2 separate regions of the Hordeum vulgare genome follow, and region 2 is linked to region 1. The links are chromatin contacts, called in public Hi-C maps. All regions are on one chromosome and are shown on one strand. The core of a region is the stretch at or near the end of the contact, and the rest is flanking DNA. Distances in the headings are between cores, read along the strand shown.

Evidence for each region. A called contact is a pair of places that touch in the nucleus more often than the background predicts.
Region 2: a contact with region 1 is called in a Hi-C map of leaf, with 4 times the contacts expected there. The contact joins the promoter of LOC123425750 here to the enhancer-like site in region 1. A contact is called at or near these places in 4 of 6 Hi-C or Micro-C datasets (leaf and seedling).

The regions. Positions count from the first base shown.
Region 1 is chr2H:181,815,163-181,821,186 of MorexV3_pseudomolecules_assembly, forward strand. No RefSeq gene overlaps it. Among protein-coding and RNA genes, the nearest start is that of LOC123425750, 85 kb to the right of the region's middle. Within about 2 kb of position 4,324, at least 3 of the 3 cell types and tissues checked have open chromatin away from gene starts, as enhancers often do. A contact at or near this core is called in leaf and seedling, where this site is marked.
Region 2 is chr2H:181,899,806-181,905,873 of MorexV3_pseudomolecules_assembly, forward strand. LOC123425750 (G-type lectin S-receptor-like serine/threonine-protein kinase B120) reads left to right here and starts at 3,802. Exons shown (of 9, transcript XM_045109468.1): 1 at 3,802-4,651. The coding sequence starts at 3,984.

The DNA.
Region 1 (6,024 bases), core at 3,074-5,573:
GACCTGGGGATCCCTGTGGTTCGGCGGGGGAGGCGGATGCACCAAGAGCAAACCGAGAGGTCGGGGCACGATCATTTTTATCCAGGTTCGGACCGCTCGGAGGCGTAAAACCCTACTCCTGCTTCGTGTTTATTGATATGATGTAAAGGTGATGAGCTGCTAAGCGTCCGTTCTCTAACTGTCTAACCTTCTCTATGTGCATGCCCAGGGCCTCCTTTTATAGGTCGAAGGGGTCTCCAACAGTGGCATCACACGGTTCTCACGGGATGCACAGTGGAACAGTGCACCCACAAGTCGCATAGTGCATTACAATGCTTCTGGCATCTTAGCAGACACATTTAATGCTTCGGCAGATGTCGCAGAGATGGGACAAGGGTGCGTCCCATCGTCACTATTCTCCTAGGTTCCGCTCGACACGCGTCGATCGGAACGACACGTATCAAGTGGCTAGGGGCAGCTGGCTGTTGTGCTGGCACAAGGGCGCATCGGGGCCCTACCGGGGGTGTAACGCAGAGGAGCGTTGGTGGCTTTCCCGGCAAGGGTCTTGCCGGGGCTTCGGCTGCCTTCCCCCGGCAAAGGGGCTTGCCGAGACCGATGCCTTTGGTCTTCTGGCTTGAGGCTTCGGATGCCTTCATGGTCATGGTGTAGCACTTCGGAAAGTGTCCTCGCCGGGGCAGTTATCTTGCCGGGGCTCTGCTAGCCCCTGCTCCGATTCTTATCGGGCCTTCGCTGGCCTTCCCCGACAAAAAGGGGCTTGCCGGGGGTAGTGTCTTCTTGTCAGCCTAAATGACTTCTGAGGGCTTCGCCTCTGCTTCCCGTTGTCTCAGGCAGGGCCTGCCGCGGACATGGCTACTACTGTCCGTGCACAAGTCATGGGCACTAAAGGCCTACTCTTTAGCGCACCGACACGCGTCCTCCCACCGAGGATTGACCGAGTCCCAGTTCGACCCCTCCGGATTGTCCATCTAGGCATTCGCGAGTGCCTTGCACACACGTTGCCTGGCGACGCGCAACTCGCTCCATCCTCCTCTGTGTCCAGAACTAGTTCTCGACGATGACGTCCTCCGGGAAATGCTCGCGTCACTCCACCATGGCGGCATCATCCCTTTCGGTGATGATGAGGTGATGTTCTCAATTTTGCTGAACGCGGCGGTCCTTCTTGGTGATCAGACATGGAAAAGGCGCGACATCCTGTGCTTGCTGGCGCATGAAGACGTTGTTGAAGTTCATTTGCGCCCAAGGCCGCTCGAGGCGTCACACTGTTGCGTCGTACGCGCGGACAACCTTGTGGATGGTCTCGAACGTGCCAATCCGAGGCGTGCATCGCCGGAACGGGTCTCCGCGTAATACACGCCGAAGGGACAGAGCTGGACGCAGCGGTAGCCCGAGCTGCTTCAGGGATGCTACGGCGACAGGACGTGCTGGAAGAGACGGCGGAGAAGGCGCGGCGATGGCGGAGTGCAGGATGAAAACGCGGGAGAGAATGAGGGCAGTTGATGAGCAGAGTCATACAAAATTTATAGCGCGTGCTAGTCAACGCGCGTTAAAATTAGCACACGGGCTGCCGCTTTTCCCATGTGAAATTCTCCATTTCGTGCATCTGCTGAAGCAGGCCGCGCGGCTGCTCGCGCGACAAAATGACTATTCCTACCATACGCTTCATTTCTAACGCCGCTCTTGGACATGCTCTAATCTGCAAGGATGAGAGTTTCCTTGTTAGATATAGTACACCCGGAGACCCGTCCCGAAGTGTATTTGCCGGCCTCCCAACGATTGAGAACGAGACGAATGAACGCTCTTGCTGCAATTCTGTGAGCAGTGAGTGGTATGTATTAGGTGAGCAGCTGGTCATTATTCTTTGTTGTGCAGATCAGTTTAACAAACTTTCTTAGATTCCTTTTCTGTTTTGCGTTCATGATTCATTCCAAGCCCCTCATCTACAGCTCAACTTGCGCTTTGTGTAACACAATAATTGACGTTTCACATTCCGCGTCGCCACCCTCCACCCCTTTTCCGGGGCGAACCAGCGTTCATGTCACCCACCTGCCCTCTACCTTATTTGACTAATTATAGATCATTACTAGAATTTAGACATCACGTTGTCAGCGTGGGCTCCTTTATTAGGATATATCTGGGACGCATCTTGTTCCTCATGCCATGTGACTTCCTGCTTCTGTTGTCGCGCCTACAGAAGAATTTGGTTGGTTATTAATATGGGCGCAACTCTGGTGGCAATGGTACCACGTAGCTGGCCAGTAGACTACCTTTTTTACATCGTCGACACTGACCACGAAAGCACGAGGTGGGCGGCCGGGATCGTCCTACAATTGTCTACGGGAATTCAGAGCATGGTTAATAGTATAATCAACTGCCGGCTATAAATCATCTTATAGCTCATCTTATAGTTAGCTTGTACAATAGTTAGTTATAAAAGAGTATTGCTTTTATCATATATGGTTCATTTTTCATTCTCACAAAGCATCTAAGAGCATGTGCTAGAGCTAGGTCTTCACGAAGAGCCCGCTTCCCTTCTCACTCCTCTTCTCTCTCATTCAACTCAGCAAAAATATAGTATTTTTAATCCTTACAGCCTGCTGACTATACTTTATTGTACTTGCTCTCAGAAGTAAGAGCCTGGCCGTCCGACAAAATAACCACCTGTTTGCGTAATTCATTCCATATCCCGGCCTGAATAGATTTAATAAATTGGATCGTTCGGATTTTTTTACAAGACCCCTCAACCGCGAACTTGACGCCTTTTCAATTCCTCCCGCCACCGCCATCATCATCAAAAGAATGCGACAAGGAAGCCATATCGTGCAAGGGGTCGTCGCAGCCAGCACGACACCTTCGAGTGTTGACCCCGCTCCGGTCCCATGCCCACCGGCCAAGAGGAAGAAGATCGGCTCGGCCAGCCCCGCCGGTGCGCGAGGGAAGGTTGCAAGGAAGAAGGCGATCACGTCAAGGGGTCGGGCTCCTCCTCCTTCTTCGGCCGATCTCGGCATCCACATTGACGGCAATGCCGCCAGCCACGCCCACAATGTGTTTGATGAAACATCCGGGTGGCGTGAGCATGGCGGTCAATGTTGACGATGGAGCTTGATTTATCTATGTGATTTAAGCATCTTTTGTCTAGTTTTATCGTGTATTCATGAAGTTAAACATCATACATCATATGTTGGTATGATTTTGAATGTGATGAACTAGTATGATGATCTATTCATGATGTATAGATATATAAATGATGCACTTATCATGATGAACTTGATAATATTTACATATAATTGTGTTTGCGCGACAGCGAACCCTCCGACGCAAAATAAATCCCGTAAATGTGTTACGCGTAACATTTGCGGGACATGTTTACCAAAACTATATCGTTGGAAGGCTCGTCATCCCGTAAAAAGTTGTTCTGCCGGAAAAAGTGACCATTTGGGGGTTCCCTTAGATGCTCTAAAAGGCATACGAGATGACGAAGGAAAACACCAAAGCCATAGCCTGGTCCTTGTTTGGTCCCTGTTTGGTCCATGACAGTGACGGTGATAATGGAGACCATGGAGGTAGAGAAAACAACGACGACGACGACAACCACAAAGACGACAGCACGTTCTACGTTGGCACAGTCAAAACCATTTGTTTATCTATCATCAAAGGGCGTCATCAGCTTGACTATCTACGAGGAGCCCTCGTTATTTATCTGGCTCGGTAGTTCCGGGTCTCGATGCAGAGTTGCCGAACAATTTTATTCTAGATCCGGTGTTGTTGGTCACGGGGCTAGACTATAAGCCAGGAGGAGCTAGATTTCTGTAGGGCGTGTATGATATCCGGGGCCGGGTGTATAAACTGACCACGAGCTGCTGCGTTTGGGCCTTTGGGTCTGGGGGTTGTTTATGCAGGGAAGTCATTGGAATAGCGTGGGAATCCTGTAGATTATGTATTTATGTACAGCGACACAAAACGTAGCTTGAAGAGAACGTCATATGCAGCGGTTCACATCGAGTTTGAGTTTGATCAGCTGCTCCAACCTCGTTCCCTGTAACTCACAGCTCGTTTGAAGCACTGATGCGGCTCTGCTACTCATCACAGTCCGAACAAGAAAGTTGCTGCTGCATCGAACCAGTTTATTTTCCCTGCAAAAGGGAAAGTGAGAATGATCTAAATATTATTCTACCGAGTGAATCACAGTATTCGCCTTTCCAAGCCAGCAGTGGGTGGCACTGATCATTCCTCCCTGAACCCTCGGTTTTTCTGTTGGTACAGCTAAGAATCCATGTTGCGGGTCCAAGCAAGCAGTCTAGACCACTTTACGCTCGTGGGGCATGCAGTACGACCCACCGACCTGGTCCATGTATCCGCGTGCTTTCCAGCGGCCGGTCGTCACGCCATGCGTGTGTTATTTAGGGGATTTGATGGCCTCACGTGTGCAGTTTTCTTGCATAGCAAACGTAGCTATATCTCGTTGTCTAACCACTGCTGTATATTTTCTCATGTTGCCTCTTTATTTTTGTGGGTAATTCTCATGTGCCTCTGATTACTGATGAATAGTAATAATTGCTGTAGTAACTCTTTGTTCAGGAGTAAGTAGCACCGAAGCGAAAAAGGCGTCTTCCTGAAGATAGCCACCCAAAGTTAAGCACCTCGTCCAACTAGATCACATCGGAGCACTTCGTAGATGCGCTAGTGAAGGAACAAGGCATTCCACTACAACACAAAAAGAGGTTCTGGTGGTGGCGTGCCACTGGTGTCACCGTCCCGGCTTCTCCTGTCACCTATCATTTTCTCCGCCAATAAACGGGCACGTACAAGTAAAAGACGCCACATCTTAGGGCATCCCATCGCCTGACCCTCGAAACTGACACACTATTTATCCTTCGAGACAAATACGATAAACGGTCATCCAACTATTTTGAATTTTGTTCACGCGTTGATCACCGGCGATTTAGATGGTTGTTCAGGTTGATGGAATTTATTCCGGCTCAAAAAGAAAAATATTTCCTAAGCATTCACCTTTATTTTATTTCTATTAAGTCCGCCACATTCAAATAATTAAAAAAAAATAACACAAATCATTCATAAATAACATGTAAATATTCCTAGTATAACCATAGTTTAAATGTAAATATAATATCCGAGATAATCGGATGTTTTACAAGTTTATCGAATTTATTGATTTTAAATTCAACGATATTTGAGACAGAATCCTTACATGTCGTCTTATATATTATGCCCCTTGAGCTTCATAAAAAATGTATGAAGGTAAATGGCATGTCCTCCTTTCTGCAGTACAACACATCAACACATCCAAACTATATACAATGTGATGATTATTAAGTTACAACATTGAGTGACATAGCAAATTGCTCAACATATAGAGCAACAAGAAGCAAATCTTACTATTTCAATGATTTGTGAGCCCCGTGGCAACATTCTCCACTTGTTCAATGGCAGCACAAAACAAAACTTCATGACGGAGTTAAAGATTGCGTATCACCGATTGGCTACCAACTTCATAGTACGTCCATGGATCACGTGCAAGTCGTAGGACACGAAGTGTTTTTGTTCCTGAAACGAACATGCACGTTTTTCTAAGAGTTTGAGCCCCTTGTCTCATGCCTATAAATTTTGTAAATACAACCTTCCACGCATCGGACAACTCATTCTTTATCACCGAGTCTCCTGCCATCGTCACCTCACTACTAGGAGAAAATTTATAAATAAAAACTTAGCAGTGGCGTGGGGTAGGGGTGCATCGCTGCTGCTACTTAGTAGTAGCGCGTGACACATTCCAACGCTAAAGTAAAAAGTAGCATCGGGTAGGCAGGCCGGCGCTACTGCTAAGCGATCCCATCGTCACCCACCGGGGCTGCTCATAATAGTAGCGCTTGGCTAAAATCAGCGCTACTACTATTAACTTAGTAGTAGCGTGTGTCGGTGGCCCACAGCAACGATGGGCCACCGACACGCGCTACTACTATAGTGCTTAGCAGTAGTGTTGTTCTACATCCCGTGTAGTGCTATCCCGCA
Region 2 (6,068 bases), core at 2,552-5,051, 84 kb after region 1:
AGGTTGTCGGGATCGTTTCAGCCTTCGGTTTTGTCCAGGTCCTCTGGTTGGTGCTCGGGAGCTTCGGGGTTGTCGTGGTCCTCTGAGTTATGTTTTCCCCTGTAGCTTGTATGGAGGCCCTCCCTTATTTTCCTTGGCATGCTTACGCGACCTTAGGCGCTTTGAGGGATCCTCCCTGGACTTATCACCGTTTTGTTTGGGTGTAACGTCGCCCGTGTCACCGGAGCTTGCCTACCATGTAGACGTCATAGGTGGACGTTGGTGTCCACTGCCCGGTATTTACGGGGGTGGGGTCGTTGGCCTCGTCATCCATGTCCTCGAGCTCCTCGGAGGCGTAGTCTACCAAGTGGGTGTTGCGTGGGCCATAGAAGTCCTCATAATCCACCTCTGAGCCGATCTGTGCATAGGTCGAGCTCCGGCTATCTGAGATTGGAAGCAGTTGGATTTGGTCGAGCATCTCGTTTAACATCGAGAGGCTGTCCTCATCGATCTCTTGGTGCTTTTTGGAGTTGACCTCCGTGGCTTCCGCGACGGATGCATGTTAGGCTATGGTCGTTCGCTGTTGTCCGGGCATAGAGGTCAGTTCTGAGCTCAAAGCCGACTCTTCGATAAAGAGGGAACCTTGGTTGCGGCCGGAAAAGAGGCCCAGAGTCAAGGCTTCGGGATTTTGAGGTTCATCGGTCGAGGCTATGATTTTGGCGGGAACATATTTCCCCAGGAGTCGGCGGAGAATTCGAGATCTCCAAACCTTATTTGCTGACCGGAGGCGAAGTCTCCGATCTGGCCCGGAAGGCCAGTTGGGTTCGTGCGCAGCGTGATGTCGCCGAGCATGAGGACCTGTCCGGGGGCGAAGACCCCGTTGCTGATTCAATTGTTGATGATCAGGCGATCCATCAATCCTTCCACGATCCAACATCGGAACTCTCAATGAAAGCACCAATGTCGGTGTCAAAACCGGCAAATCTCGAGTAGGGGATCCCGAACTATGGACCGTGGATCGATGGATTGCAGGAGAAAAGGGGAGATAGTATTTACCCAGGTCCGAGCCCTCTTGAGGAGGTAAAACCCTACGTCCTGCTTCATTATATTGATGTGGATGATGATTAGAGAGTTGATCTACCTCGAGATCGTATGAGCTAAACCCTAGATGAGTCAACCTGCCTATACGCATGAGAACGTCTGGTTCATATAGACACCAGGGTTCCTAGGGTTACATATTGCCGACCTCAGCCGGGGACGGATGGGCCGATCTGGTCTTCTTAACTTGGAGCGCACGCCAGTCTTCGGAGCATTCCATCTCGATCATGAAGTTGTCAGACAACCCGGTCTTCAATGATGCGACCCATATGGTCGGCCCATAAGGGATAAGCCGACCGCCCGAGGACCCCTTAATCCAGGACTCCCTGAGATGCCCATATTGGTTCCTACATATTCCACGAAGATCTTTATCGGTTAAACCACGATGTCGAGGATTCAGTTAATCTCGTATGCAATTCCCTTTGTCGAGCGATATGTTACTTGCCCAAGATTCAATCGTCGGTATCTCCATACCCAGTTCAATCTTGATACCGGTGAGTCTCTTTACTCATTCCATAATAGAAGATCCCGCGACTAACTTATTATTAACATTGCTTGCAAGCTTCTTGTGATGTTTATTACCGAGAGGGCCCAGAGATATCTCTTTGTCACAAGGAGTGACAAATCCCTATCTCGATCCACTCCAACCAAACAGACACCTTCAAAGATACCCGTGGAGCACCTTTATGATCACCCTGTTACGAAGTGATGTTTGACAACACACAAGCACTAGTGGAGATATGGCTAACCACAACTTATGTTAGTGGCGCGCCAATTTGAAGCGACGCTAGCACTATTATTTTCAAATAGCACCGGCGTTGGCCAAATTGGTACGCCAGCTTAGTACAGATAGTGCTGGCGTGGATAAAAATGGAACACCACCAAAGTGTGGGCCTTGTTGTGCTGAACAATCGGAAGATATTGCTCATGTTGGATATCCTCGCACCTCACAACTATATAATGTAGTGCTGACGTTCACTCTTCATGAACGTCATGTTGGTAGCCTCTTTGTTTCTCAAATACATTTGCTTCAAATTCTCCACAAAATTCTTCTTCCTAACAAGCTCCTCTTAGTTATGGACCCATATCGGCATTGCGGGTCTGAGAGGACCACAACTGCAGTGACGGCGGGGCGAGGCATCATGGATAGTGTTGCTCGAAACCTTGGAGGAGTGGATATGCGCGACATTACAAATGAAAACCCTGTCCGATTTTGGTCAGGCCGACGGCTAGGGTACATGTAGGTGTTGTTCCCCTCCCTAGAGGCATCACCGAGTGTCGCCATGTCCCTCGCTTGCTTAGTCTTGGTAGTGGTCCCCGAGCGAAAGCCTTAATTCGGTGCAGGATCGACCCGATGGCAACGTCTTAGATGTCGTCCCTCTGTTGGGAGCACAGTGTAGGGAGACATGGAGTTCCTATATTACGCTCCTCTGGTGTTCGATGTCGCCCTCCGGCGCAATGTACGACCGTTGCTGGTGAACCCAATACGATGTCTTCCTCGGGTCGGATCGAGTCGTGCCATCCTCTTGCCAACTCCTTAAGGCATTAAGGGGGTATGGTGCGTCGACAAGGAAAGCTTGCTGGGAGCTGTTGTTCTTCGGAGGTGACCGACGTTGGTCGAGACACGATGAGGTTCTTGGTTTTGGGTAGGCTCTTTCACGTTGTAGTGGTGTTGTCATAGGTGGATGCCTTTGGACTGGCGAGATGTGGAGTTAATGACACGCTCATTGTTTGCAACGATTTTATAGACGTTTTGTACTTGCATTTCTCTTTTTCTATAAAGCTATGACACGTAATTTACATACTCATGAAAAAAGACCTAGTTAGACTCTCTTTTTTCCTATAAAAAGGAGAGAATGATTTGAGAATGGGCAGCCCAAAAGCTCTGGTATATACTAGTGCTAAATCACATAATTATAGCCCCATAAAAGCCATGAATCCACCTTTGCAAGTGAGCAGAGGCACAACCTGTGATAATTCCCGGGACCCTCCAGTTTATGTCTGGTACAGCCAGGGATGCGTGTTGCGGGTCCAATCAAGGAAGCAGCCCCGAGCCCGAGACCGCTTTACGGTCACAGGAACCCGTAGTAGGACGAACCAACCAACAAATTGTGAGCATGTGTTTCCCGCATGCCTTTCCAGCGGTCGTTGCTTGTTTGGTGCATGTTCCGGGAACTCGACGGCCGCAAGTGCGCGCCCATTCTTCCTGCACGGTGACACGGCGATCCTGCATTGCCTAACCACCAAACGCCGTTGCATCGAGAACAAAAAATGAGACGAAGAAACGAAATGCCGAAAGATGAGCTACTGCATGCCCAGATGCACACCACATGACCACAAGGTATTCCACTACAGCACAAAAAGATCCGAAACCATGGTGGTGTCGCCATCCCTGTCTCTCCTTCCCTCTCTCCCCGGGCATGTGTGAACGACGAGCCAGATCTCCCACCAGGAGCAGTGCCCCGTGGTGTGCTGCACTGTGCGACGGCACTCGGGAGATAGGGACACAAGGAGCGCGCGCGTATGTTCCGTTTGTACCATGGCCCTCGCCATCCTGCCTAGCCGGGGCCCACACAGTTGGACGAGCCGGGCCACGCACCCCGTATGACTCCCCGCCGTGGCTCACCGGCGGCAAATCGCTTTTGAACTACCCCGAAAGCAAAGCTAGTACGTGCTTAGGCACGCTAATTAATACACTATATTACTACCGCGCACTAAACAAATCCACGACATCGGTCTCGCCATAACGCACTCCCTCCCTCCTTCCCTCTCTCTCTCTCTCTTTCTCTGTCTGCTCGCCACCAGTGAGGTGGTAGTTGGTGGCTGGCTGGGCGCTACCTCAGCAGGCAAAAGCGGGTAGAGGGGCAGCGGGAGCCAGGAGGAGGGAGGGAGGGCCTGCTGCGTCCATGGCGATGGCGGCTTCTCGCCTCCTCATCTGGCTCTGCGGCGCGCTGGCCGTGGCGGCGGCGGCCACGGACACGCTGAAGCAGGGGGACTCGCTGACGGCGCCGGCGACGCTGGTGTCCTCGCCGTTGGGGGTGTTCGAGCTGGGCTTCCACGCGCCGGACCCCGCGCGCCCGGCCCGCCTCTACCTCTGCGTCTGGTACCGCGACACTCGGCCCAGGACCGTCGCGTGGGTCGCCAACCGCGCCAACGCGGCCGCCGCGGCCGCGCCCTCGCTCACGCTCACGGCCGGCGGCGAGCTCCGCGTCCTCGACGGCGCCGCCAAGGACGGCGCGCCCATGCTCTGGTCCTCCAACACCACCACGCGGGCCGCGCCGCGCGGGGGCTACGAGGCCGTCATCCTCGACTCCGGCAGCCTCCAGGTGCGCGACGTCGACGCCACCGTCATCTGGGACAGCTTCTGGCACCCGTCCGACACCATGCTCTCCGGGATGCGCATCAGCGTCAACGCCGAGGTCAGGGCGCAGGTCAGGGGCCCGCCGGAGCGGATGCTCTTCACGTCCTGGGCAAGCGAGACGGACCCCTCGCCGGGCCGGTTCGCGCTCGGGCTCGACCCGGCCAACCCCAGCCAGGCCTTCATCTGGAAAGATGGCAATGTTCCATTCTGGAGGTCAGCTTCTCCATGCCCTACTCCCTACCATCTTTTATATTTGAATAAAGTATAGCTTGCTTCAATTTTTTTTTGCTTAATTTTAAATAATTATACAGTAGGAATGTTGTAGAGACTAGAACTACGTACTATATATTTTATTGGGGCATTAATGTTACTACTACTAGTACTAGTTGAGCTGCTGGTTGTTCTCTAATTCTGTTCTTTTGCCATCTACCTAGGAAATATGGAATCTGTCATCTCGTATGTTTTTTTAATTTTACCCCCATGATACATGAGGTTAGCAAAATCAAAATTCAAAAAAAAAAGTATGTTTTTTTAATTTCCTTTCAGGAGATTGTGTATACTTCCTTCCTGAGGCAATCCAATTTGTGTTTTGTTTTAGTTGTTCCAGTCGGCACTAGGCAGCATCAGCTGTCGACTTAGCTAGTCTGAATTGCAAATTGCGAGCATCTTCTTTTCGTGTGCTATACACAAACATCATTCACACTTCATTGTAGGATGATGCATCAAAAGGATCAGGTTCAAAAGTGGGAAACTAACTAGCCAGGTGGGGCTGTACCTCTACTTGCAGTCCATCAGTCGGCAAAATAGTGTCATGGTAGATTCGTAGGTCATCTCTTGATAAGGATGGGCGATGGCATTTGGTAAAGTTATTTGTAAAGCTTCAAATCTTGCCTGCTAGAGGAGTTCCTCTCCAAACCATAGGAGAGGCGATCTCCGAGCGCACCACGCCGCAACCTCTCCTCTGTCGGTAGATCGTCGCTCGTCGCCTCCCTCCTCCTCCGCTGGCTCTGCCAGTGTCGGAGTGCGGGAAGGCCCCACTACCGGATTGATTCCCCGATCAACAATGACTGGCTCTGGCTGGTTCCGGCGATTGAGCAGCAGTGGCGCGCCATCGGCCCATTCGGGAGCAACTTTTTTATTTTCCAGGGATGTTTATACTACTGGTTTGGTTTATAGATCTGAGTGTTTTTCCGCAAAATAAATAAATAAATATCTTGCTTGCTAGAGTATTGTTTGGAACAAATCTCAGAATGATATATTATCTTGTGTGCTTGTATTTATCCAATAGTGTTTGTGTAGTGTTGTTGAAATGTGCTAACTTCCGGTTAGTGATTTCAAATGAAAGGAGTAGAATTCTGTATGTTCCTTAGTTAAGCTTCTGGGTCAAGGCGTCAAGCTATTGGTGCATGAAGTCAACATGTGGAGTTCCGTAACTACCTAAGGGAAAATTGCGGTTGCTTATTAGTAAGATTTTGAATTGAGGGTCCATTGGTGTTCTGTTCTGCATTTTTATCAGGTTGTCACAAGTCTGATTTCTGGCTGCAGTGTTTTCAACTTTGTGCCAGTTGCAGTGGCACCCATTCGTATTATATCCGTGTTTTAGAGCTGACCAGTCTCTAGTTGTAAGATG